Linked DNA regions of Sus scrofa: regions 2 and 3 are each linked to region 1. A link is a contact called in public Hi-C and HiChIP or PLAC-seq data. All regions are on one chromosome and are shown on one strand. The core of a region is the stretch at or near the end of the contact, and the rest is flanking DNA. Distances in the headings are between cores, read along the strand shown. Region 1 holds the start of PON3 (paraoxonase 3). Region 2 holds the start of PON2 (paraoxonase 2). Region 3 holds the start of PON1 (paraoxonase 1).

The links. A called contact is a pair of places that touch in the nucleus more often than the background predicts. HiChIP or PLAC-seq counts read pairs in DNA pulled down with a chosen protein or histone mark.
Region 2: a Hi-C map of liver shows a contact between it and region 1, with 5 times the contacts expected there. The contact joins the promoter of PON2 here to the promoter of PON3 in region 1. A contact is called at or near these places in 1 of 5 promoter capture datasets (liver), 6 of 47 Hi-C or Micro-C datasets (heart right ventricle, liver, mesenchymal stem cells and 1 more) and 2 of 2 datasets of contacts at active chromatin or transcription factors (alveolar macrophages and skeletal muscle).
Region 3: an H3K27ac HiChIP or PLAC-seq map of alveolar macrophages shows a contact between it and region 1. The contact joins the promoter of PON1 here to the promoter of PON3 in region 1. A contact is called at or near these places in 1 of 5 promoter capture datasets (liver), 7 of 47 Hi-C or Micro-C datasets (embryonic fibroblasts, liver, omental adipose tissue and 1 more) and 1 of 2 datasets of contacts at active chromatin or transcription factors (alveolar macrophages).

What each region holds. Positions count from the first base shown.
Region 1 is chr9:75,016,152-75,019,434 of Sscrofa11.1, reverse strand. PON3 (paraoxonase 3) reads left to right here and starts at 1,493. Exons shown (of 10, transcript NM_001044604.1): 1 at 1,493-1,621; 2 at 1,775-1,880; 3 at 3,246-3,283. The coding sequence starts at 1,807.
Region 2 is chr9:75,049,302-75,052,601 of Sscrofa11.1, reverse strand. PON2 (paraoxonase 2) reads left to right here and starts at 1,252. Exons shown (of 9, transcript NM_001123223.1): 1 at 1,252-1,325. The coding sequence starts at 1,252.
Region 3 is chr9:74,973,335-74,976,984 of Sscrofa11.1, reverse strand. PON1 (paraoxonase 1) reads left to right here and starts at 2,277. Exons shown (of 9, transcript NM_001097515.2): 1 at 2,277-2,438. The coding sequence starts at 2,365.

The sequences.
Region 1 (3,283 bases), core at 244-2,743:
ACTCTAGGGTCCCTTGACCTGAATCCAATGGAATCTCTGATACTTCTTAGTTATATAACCTTATGAAAGTTATGACTCAAACTCTCTAAGCCTTACTTCCCTTATTTGTAAAGTGAGGATAATAAGAAGTAATGATGAAGCATGCAAAATATTTAGCGCATAAGACAATTATTTCTATTTCATCGTCCACTCCATTTCTTTTTATTTTTCCAATTTTTCCTTCACCCAAGTCCATATCTTACAGTCATCCACCTAATCAATTTTTAGAGAGCAGCTACAAAGCACAAAGATCTATGACTAGCACTGGAAGACCTAGTGATCAATGGCATAGGGGTCTCTCCCTATAACTAGCCTAAACTCTCATGTGGAGGTTCAGATCTAAATGATAGTTAATGCTTATTGGCTTCTTACAATGTACCAAGCACAGTGGTGAGCATTTTGCATTCATCATAACATTTTGACTTTAAACCACCTATGAGGCAGATGTTCTTTTACAAAAGAAGACTCTGCAGTGTTGGAAAGTCAAGCACCTTATCCAGGCTGGATCCAGCCCAGGCAGCATGAGCCCCAAACCCTGCATGCATGCCTGCACCACACCTCCTGGTGCCTCAGCTTTGGGAGCACTCCGATCTTCACATCTCTCCTCTTATTTGTCCTCAGGAAAATAGCATTCAATCCCTCCTTTGCCTGAATTCTTTTAAAATTAATCATCTTAAAAATAATTATCTTATCAATACAACTCCAGATGTTACAGTGTTCCTTCAGGTAGCCTCTTTTCCACAGCTTTAATAGAAGCAGCACAGTTAAGGAAAGGCACAGACTCTGGAGCCAGACTGCCTGACTCTGCAGCTGTGTGACCTAGGGCAAGTTATACAGCTACTCTGTGCCTCGGATTTCTCACCTATAAAACTGGGATGTTACCTACCTCAGAGAAGTACTGAGAATCAAAAATTAACACAGGAAAAGTTCTAGACACAATGCAACGCATACAGCAGTTGCTACAGAAACAAATCCCTCCCCCCCCAATTTTGCTCATCTTAATGTTACCTATTCTATTTCTTTCTTTTCCTTCACTTCTGATTTTTCTTATCCCAAATGCTGGGAGCAGATATATTCACAAATCTGCCAAGTCAACAAATTGAACAGGGTGCCCATCACAGTCAGCATTCAGAGGCAGGGCACAAAGCCATAGGATAAGGTCCTGTGCTCCAAATCTTGGAGAAGGGTGAGTTAAAGCTCTTCCCTTCGATTACTTTCATTTATCATCCTACCTGTGTCTAGGCATCAATTCTCCACCATCTCATATTACTCCTTGCCTTCCACCAACGCGAAGTTTCAGGCCCTCAACATTAGCTCCCCTCTTTCCTGGCCCCCCTCCCCACCCCCATTCCCCTTTCAGTCCTCTGACGGACCAGAGGTCCAAGTTCGTAGCTTTTGGCAGCAAACTCCCTCTATTCTCCTGCCAACAAGTAGGATGTTGCCAAAGCTGCTAAGAGAACCAGCCCTGAATCCAGGGCTCCAGGCTCTTGAGCCTTGATTTAAAAAAAAGAAAAGAAAGGGGAAAAAAAGGATTCCTTCAATTAAGATTAAAGGTTTCCTTGAACCTCCCAGGAGGGTCAAGGTGACCTTGAGCCCCAGGCTGTAGGGCGGGGCGGGGCGGGGCAACCCCCTGACAGGGCCCTGGCAGCTCACCTGCTCCTCCACGGAGGCAAGACAGCGGGCCGGGGCGGGCTGGGCGTTAAGGCAGGCGCCTGTCCACTGCTTCTTCCCCCAGGGCTCTGCCTGGCTCATTGCTGCTCAAGGATCATGGGGAAGCTGGTGGCTCTGACTCTGCTGGGCGCCTTCCTAGCCTTAATCGGGGAGAGATTAGTGGCATTAAGGTAAATTGGCATCTTAGTGAGAGTATCCTTGGCTCTTTCCTCTTGCACTTTAGGGTAAGCGCTGTCGCATGCTGCCTTTCTAAAGCTTAAGAATGTGCAGTCTGGGGACTCCTCAATTCCAGGGATGTGAAAACTGAGCTGACTTCTTGCCTTTCTTGAAATGATAAGGCAGAAATGCCCCAATTTATTTCCTGAAAGCCAGGACCCCTTTCCCACGTCGCCCTCAGCATTCTGCTCCTAAACAAACTAAATCTGCTGGAAGCGCTGGACTTGGGCGAGCCGACCAGGCTACCAGCTGGACGTTTACTGCTGACTGAGAGGTTGCCCAAAGGCCAGAAGAACATTGAGGAGTACTGGGTTACAGAATTTATCCCAGATTAAAAGAGCTAGTCAGAGGAAAATAAACTGAAACCTGAGGGGCTAACTAGCATTTTGTAGGTACCTGACCTCACCTTTGAAAGTGGACCATCTACAGTGATAGACATACCAGAAATATCTCAGGAAAATTTAATACGGGACTAGTAAAAAGAAATGTTAGGCAATAATATGCATTTCTGAATGGATCTATCAGCCTCTACTTGCCTTCACTTGTCTTTGTGTTGCTTTTATTTATCTAAGTAGAAGCTGGCCACCTCAGAAGTTCACATCTAGAATCCACTGAGAAGCCTGACGCCTTTTGATAGTACTTTCTAGTTTGGCTTGAGAGAGTTTATTACTACATTTGCTCCCAGTGAACCCAAGTGATTTATAAAAAAAATAATAATAATAATTATAAAGTAGTTCTAAGGCATATTTTTAAGTGACAGTAAGATAAGTCTAAGTGTAGAATCTTCCTGAATACAGTTTAATAAAAATGTACAATTGTTCCTGATATTTAGAAGAATGTTTCACTGTGGAAATAACACTATATTCAAAAATAATTTGGCCAATTGTTTAAATTGTGGTCAGTTTAAGGAATTCACATACTTCAAAGTAAATTAGCATGATATTTCTTAAAATAATAAAGCAAAAGCTACAGGGCTTAGCTATTAGGAGACCCTGTTGAATTTTGGGAAAGCAGTGAGGACAAGATTCTAGGGGGTTAGGGGAACCAAAGTATAATAAACAATACTTTCGCACATTAAATAATATTATTTTGTGCATTTAAACTAATATTTATTATTAAATAAATAATATAGGCACATTACCCACATAATGTCCACATTATGTAAATACATGTCAATAAAAGGAGGTACCTACTTATTTGATATTATCATCCATAAATGATGAGAAACAGAATTAATGAATATGAAGATGATTAAAGACCATGTTTAGGCATTGATTTTGGATATTGTGCATTGATGCCAGAGTTTTTATTTTCTACAGAGAAAAAACTAACGCATATCGAGAAGTGGAGCCAGTAG
Region 2 (3,300 bases), core at 3-2,502, 33 kb before region 1:
TTGTAAATAAGAGTTATTTTCTTTATTTCATTACAGTGTTGCAGATGTCCTGAAATAACATTTATGCTCATCACTGTTTGAAAGAATGGTATTAGATCTTGTGATTTAAAGTGTTAATAATGCAGCACACATTACACTACTATATTACTGCACAAACATGAGAATATTTGACAATTGCATTTGAATGTAATTGGTCTCCTTTGCCATCCCATGCGTTTTACTGTATGTACTTATAAATGTTACTCTGAGAAGGCATCTATAGGTTCACTGCCAGAGGGGTCCATAACACAAGAAAAGGTAAACCTCCTGAGCTTTCGAAGAACAACTATTTAGTTCTCTGTCTGCCATGGAATATAAACTAAAATCCCTCAAGACTGAATCAGACATGCACATACCGAAACAGAGGGGTCTTCCCTCGCTCCCTCCTCCCCTGTGCAGAGAGGGTGTGAATCTGGCATCTGTTTTTATTTATTGGTTGTTAATAACATTGATGTTTGTTGAAAACTGGCAATTGTGACCGTTTCTGCCTACATACTGTAGGGTGGAAATTAAGCGCTGGTAACCATCAGAAGCTTATTGCAGCTATACTCACTTACTGTAACTATCTCAATCTTAATGGGGAAGCTTCCTTTTTATAGTTTTTTTCTTCCTTTATGCATGTTATGGGTTTTTTTTTTTTTAAGTTTTGTTTGGTTTTTGCTCTTACTCCCATAAACTGAGTTTAGATCAAAACAGTGTCCAGAAGTGTTCAGACTTTTAGATCTCTTGTCTAGCGAGGCATTACTTAAAAACACGGTGTTCTCAGCTACATCCTGTTATAAAAAAGCAGTGACTCCAACGTGATGTATTTACAAGACATGACCGAGTATCTTTTCCTGTAATTAAAAAAAAAAAATCTTCATAACTGCCTGCCGGAAGATTCTGACAGATCGACAACATAAGGGAATGTCTTTGAAGATTAGAGAACTGAGAAGGCCTGTGTACTACTTCAGATTCCTGCTGGGTAGTCTGTTTGCAAAAGGAGATGAAGGACTTCATTGTGTCACAATCTTGGCTTAACCTGGGCGGGAAGGTGTCAGAAGAGTAGTTTAGTGGCGACAAAGGCCAAGGGCTGGGCCGAGGGCGGGGCTGCCGCGGCCCGCGATCAGGAGCCAGCCGGGCTCGCGGACCTCGGGGCGGAGCGCGGCCCGCGCGCTGGAGCCGGACGGCGGGCGCCGCCCACAGTGCTCCCGGGCCGGGCCGAGCGAGGCCATGGGGCGGTTGCTGGCTCTGAGCTTGCTGGGGATAGCGCTGGCGCTCCTGGGCGAGAGGCTCCTGGCGCTCAGGTAGGTGGGGCTCCCTGGGGTCCCTGCTCGAGGTGGCCGGGGTGCGGGCGAGCGGGGACACTCGCGGCCGGGGAGGAACTCTGCACCGCGCTGCTCCCCCTCCCCGCGGGTCGCCTCCACCCCACCCCCAGCTGCCAGCAAAACCCTGCACCGTTTGGGCTGAATCGCGAGACTTCCTAAAAAGTTTACCAGCCTTGGCTGTTCACAAAGTTCTTTTCTCCCCAGGCTGAAGAAGCGAGTTCTTTGGAGTTTACTCGAGGGCAAACCCTGTACTTTAACTTGAAAACAAAACTGTGACTCATGCACTGAAACTTTAATTATAAAGATTTCTTTCAGGTCACTGGTGCCGCTTCTCTTTGTTGCTCCAACCAGCCTCGGTCTTTAACAGAGTTGTTCTCCATCCCTCTCCTGCAGAGTTAGAGAAACTCTTCCGCTGCTCTCTAATCTTGGCGCAGTAGATCAAAGATACCCGAGATACTCAGCTAGTGACCTTACATCACTTCCGTATTTATCTTTTGGCCGGGAACCCTGAGGCTAGAATGCCAAACAGGACACGCCTAGTCCATCTCACATCTTCGGTATAATGAAGAAAACTCGGGGAGGCAGACGTCATAGTCTCCGAATTATCAACTCAAATTTTATAAGCTTCTAGGCGAAAGAATTCTAGAAATGCTGAGTGCTTAATCTATACCATGCTCTCTTGGGCTCCTGTAATCTAGTAAGTCACCGTCCTTACCCTTAAAAAGTTCATCCGATTATAGGGCAGAAGAGAAATAAAACAAATAGATAAATTAGGATGTTCAGGACAGGTACAAACCAATCCCTACAGGCTTGAGGAAGAGTTACAGTTCCTGAAGGTGGAGTTCAGGAGGAAGGGACTTTTGACATTGTCCTTGCGGGATGGGTGAAACAGATAGGAATTGTGCCTCAACAAAGGGAATGAGGTAGGGACTTTTAGATTTGAGGAGAGCAGAAAGTTAAGTGATGAGAATAGTACGGGTAGGGGAAGGATGGGGTTTGAGGTGGTTAAATATATGTTGGAAAATTGGGGCCTGCTTTGATAGGCAGAGCGGAACTATTTATTGTGTGTTCTATTTTTTAAACAGGTACCTGTTGAAACCATCTAAAGCATAACCAGTTGGGCTGTGTAGAGATGGCCTGGGAGGCTGGATTAGAGCAGAGTGGTGGTTCTCATGCTAACTGGGCTGCACTCCCAGCAATTCTGATTCTGTCCATCTGGGTGGGGCCCAGGCCTGAGTATTTTTCATTTTTAAAAATTCTCCTGATAATTCTAATATACAGTTAGAGCTGACAAGTACCAGTATAGAGGGCAAATAGACATGGGGATACTAGTTAAAGAACAGGAATTTTGGAGAGAATCACAGAGGCCTTAACTCTGAAACTCCAGGGATAAAGGGTAAGTCAAAGGCGATACTGGAGTTTCCGTCTCTGCGTCTTAGCCGTAGTTTCATCTGCTGATAAAAGTGCCAGGAGGAGGAACAGTGTCTAAGCAGCAGGAACAGTCAGAGTTGGAAGAGGAACATTTACTGGAAAGAAATAGACATCTTGAGCTTATTTGTGTGTTATGTAAATGACCTTCCTGCTTTGCAGAACATTTTTGAGTTGGATGATTTTGTATGATCTGTCTGTCCAGCTCTTGGTTTCAAAAGCAAGACCACTAAATTCTCAAGTTCATTAAATTGTCCCTAAAGTTCAAACCACTAATGTTTCTATGAGTTGACATTTTGTCAATTACCAGTCAATTCTTTCTTATTAATCTTAAGATTTTAAATTTAAGTCCTTATAAGTCACAAATGCAGTTGCAAACCTAAGAAAAAATAAATGAAGCTTATTTACATAGAATGCACATGGTAGGCAATTTAAAATTTAATGCATCTTTTCTTTACGAAGACAACTATAATAAACTTTATTGAGCAGTGACTTCATAGGGTAGTAACTTCACTGGACAGTTGAT
Region 3 (3,650 bases), core at 1,028-3,527, 43 kb after region 1:
AGACAGACAGACACAGATAGACAGGTAGACAGGTAGGTAGATAGATATATGGAAGAGATTTATTATGGGAATTGGCTCACAGGATTATGGAGGTTAATATATGCCATAATAGGCTATCTGCAAGCTGGAGAACCAGGAAAGCCAGCAGTATAATTCAGTCTAGCCTGAAGGCCTGAGAAATGAGTGGCCACTGGGTTAAGTCTCAGAGTCTGAAGGCCTGAGAACCAGGACTCTGGTTCTATATCCAAGGGCAGGAGAAGATGGATGTCCCAGCTCAAGTAAAGAGAAAGAGAGAAGTCATTCTTTCTCCACCTTGTTGTTCTATTCAAGCCCTCAACAGACTGGAAGATGCATGGCCCACAGTGATGAGACTGGATCTCCTCTACTGATTCAAACACTAATCTCTCCTGGAATCACTGTTGCAGACACACCTATGAAAGATGTTTTACCAGCTATCTGGGCATCCCTTTGCCCAGACATGTTGACACATGAAATTAACCATCACAGCAACTCTGTCAGTTCAGCTTCCAACTCATGAGAGACCTTGGGTCAGAGTAGCCAGCAATGTTATTCCCACATACCTGACCCATAGAAATTCTGACATAATGAATGTCTGTTGCTCTTAATTGGTATATTTTTATGCAATTTATTGTGCAGCAGTAGCCAATTAATACAGCAGTAGAGCCTATGACTCATATGTTTGGTTCAAGAAGGTGGGAGAGAAAGAGATGGGTGAACAAAAATGTCTAGACTTGGGGTCTGAGTGACTAGATAGCAGTGGTCCCATTTATTGAAGTGTGGAGGGCTTAGAGGATACAACATGTTGATGTGAGGGAATCAACAGTTCTGCTTTGGAGATATTTTGAAGAATATATTAGACTCTCCAGTGGGAGTGTCAACTAGGCAGCCAGTTAGCAGAAAGTGAGCACTCACCAGCCAGTCATTAAATGTCTAATAAGGGATCACTTTTTGCCAGCCTCTCTTCTACGCCCTGGGATCGCAGTGGGGAAAAGGCAAAAACCCTGACCACAAAAAGCTTACATTTCATTAGGCCACAACAGAGCATGATTGTATAAATAAATCAACAAGTTGATTTCAGAAACAATAAGTGACAGAAGAAAAAATGTGAGGATGTTTCTGGATGTGGCTTACGCCACTTTAAGTAGACATTTCCAGGATGATCTTTTAGAGCCACCATAAGAGGCCTGAGCTAGGTATGGACATTTTGGAAGCACCAGCGCACTGATGGTATGGAAACCCACTGGAATGAGAACTATCCAAGGGCTTCATCATGTTGAGATCAGTGACAGGAGAATCCTGCAAAGAAGACCAAGAAAGCTGGAGAAAGACTGGGAGAGGGTAGAATCATGAATCTAAGACAGGAAAGGATTTAAAAAGAAGGAAGTGGTGATCTGTGCCCAAAGCAGTTACAATCTGAGAATGATTTGCAAACTTGAATAGCACAACTGCATTACTCAATTAAGGCATTCACAGAGACAGCTTCAACTTCACGGGAGAGAACCTGTGTCCCACTTTTCAACAGGAACAATGTCAAAGAATTTGTAGCCATCATTTATCTGTTACAAGAGTTACTAAGATGGAAGCAACAACTGTTGACAAGTATTCCAAAGAGATTTTTTTTTAACAGAGGAGCAGAGAAAGAGAACAGTAAGTAGTTAGAATGTGAGATCAAAGAGCATTTTAACCCAGAAAACTATGAGGAGTGACACTAAAGCATGGGGGTATTTGACGGCAATACTCCAGAAAAGAGGAAGAGGTGGATGTTGTAGGAGAGAGAAATTGTAACTGGGACCAAAATCCTGAAGAAAAGAAAAAAAGGGGGCCCAGAGTAAAAAGAAGAGCTGGCCTTTAGTGAAGCAGGAAACACCTCACTCATGGTAACAGGAGAGAAGGCAGAGATGGGTATGTGGAGGCACCTCCTACTCTGCTTTGCTCAGTAGGGCTTAGAGGGCTCAAGCACAGCCCTCTCTTCCTTCTGTGCGTTTCCAGACTGAGTCACGGTGATCAAGTTACTGAACCCTTCTGAGCCACCAGGATTAGAAGCTTGTTAGCACAAAGTGAGCGCTCCTCAAAGCTCGTCTCTCCTTTCCCACAGCTATTTCCTCTAATCTGCTTGTTTTACCCCCCTTTTCACTCAGTCTAGGCAGCTCGTTCTCAGTCTCCTCTCTTTAAAGTGTCTCAGCGCTGACCTCAAGCCTGAGGTGCAGGGGGCGGGGTGAGCAGCCCGACGGGGAGGGGTGGGACCAACCTTGGGCAGCCTGAGGCTGCAGGCAGGAAAAGTCTCTGGTACATCTCCTATCTTGGGTGCATCTGTCTGTCCATTCTTCCAAGGTCTGTCGGACCATGGCGAAGCTGATGGTGCTCACCCTCTTGGGGCTGGGGCTAGCACTCTTCAGGGATCATCGGTCTTCTTATCTGTAAGTTGGGTTGTGCCGAGGGCTGCTGCATGGTCCTATCTGTCCCACCCTCTAGCCTGGCCCAGGAGGCTCCCCTGATTCCCAAGCAGGTTCCAGGCTCTCAGAAAATCTTCAGGCGAGTGCTGGCCTTATCTGCCACAGCAATTTCATAAATAGCCCACTTTCCCCAGCCACCTGGAAGCATACCCTTGCTCTCCGCCTGGGAGAGAGGTTAAAAAGACTCATGGGTGTGAGCGGCCAAGCTGTTGGCACACACAATTTTTCATGAATATAGGTGTATCTTGGCTAGATTCACTTCTCAACTTTTGCTTCAAAACAGATAACCAGAGTGGCAGGGGGCGGGAGGCATGATATTGTGTGAGTTAGAGAAGGAGTTCCTGCCTTGGCTGCCTGGACATTCTCAATTTTGAGGCCGCACTGTTAAGAGAGACAGAAAACTCGTGTGGGGAGAAGCAGGTAGGAAAGAATGGGCCACCTGCTCCAGTGGGGGCTGGGTGGGGCCAAGGGGAGAGAACACCAGCATTGGCATTTGACCTCCTGGGCTCTTGCTACATCCCTCCCACTGTGGGATCTTAAACAAATGACTTTATATTTCTAAATTATTAGCTGCTTCAATAAACCTTGTATCAGAAGCATCTAACACTGTGCCTGGATATAGTGACTATTCAATAAATGTTAGTGCCCTGCTTTCCTTAAAGTATTTTATAAACCTTCAAGTACTCACAAGGGGAAAAAAATGTTTTTAAGACTATATCAGGAGTTTCACAGTAACTTTTTTAAGGGTTCAAAGTCTAGAGATCATCTTAATCCCTAAGGCTTAATCAGTAATACCCTGTTGTTATTTACTTTGAAGTAAAACATTACTAAAAATCAAACTGAACATTTGGGTTTTTAGAAAAAAATCATATGACCCTATGGACTGCTAAGAAACTTAAATTCAGAGTAAGTTTTATAACTATTGGGGTTTTTTCTTCTAATGGTTGGTTATTTTTGGAATCACAAACTGTTAGAAAAACGTAAGAAAGAGTGATTTGGGGTTTTTAATCATGTAAAATTACCATATGTGGATTTTCATTGATCATAGTACTATTCGTTGCCAAATGAGAATATATCATGTATTATGTACATACATAAAATAGTAATGTATATAAATATATCATATTTTATATATATATATTTGTGTTCATTGTGGTATTACCTATAATGAAAATA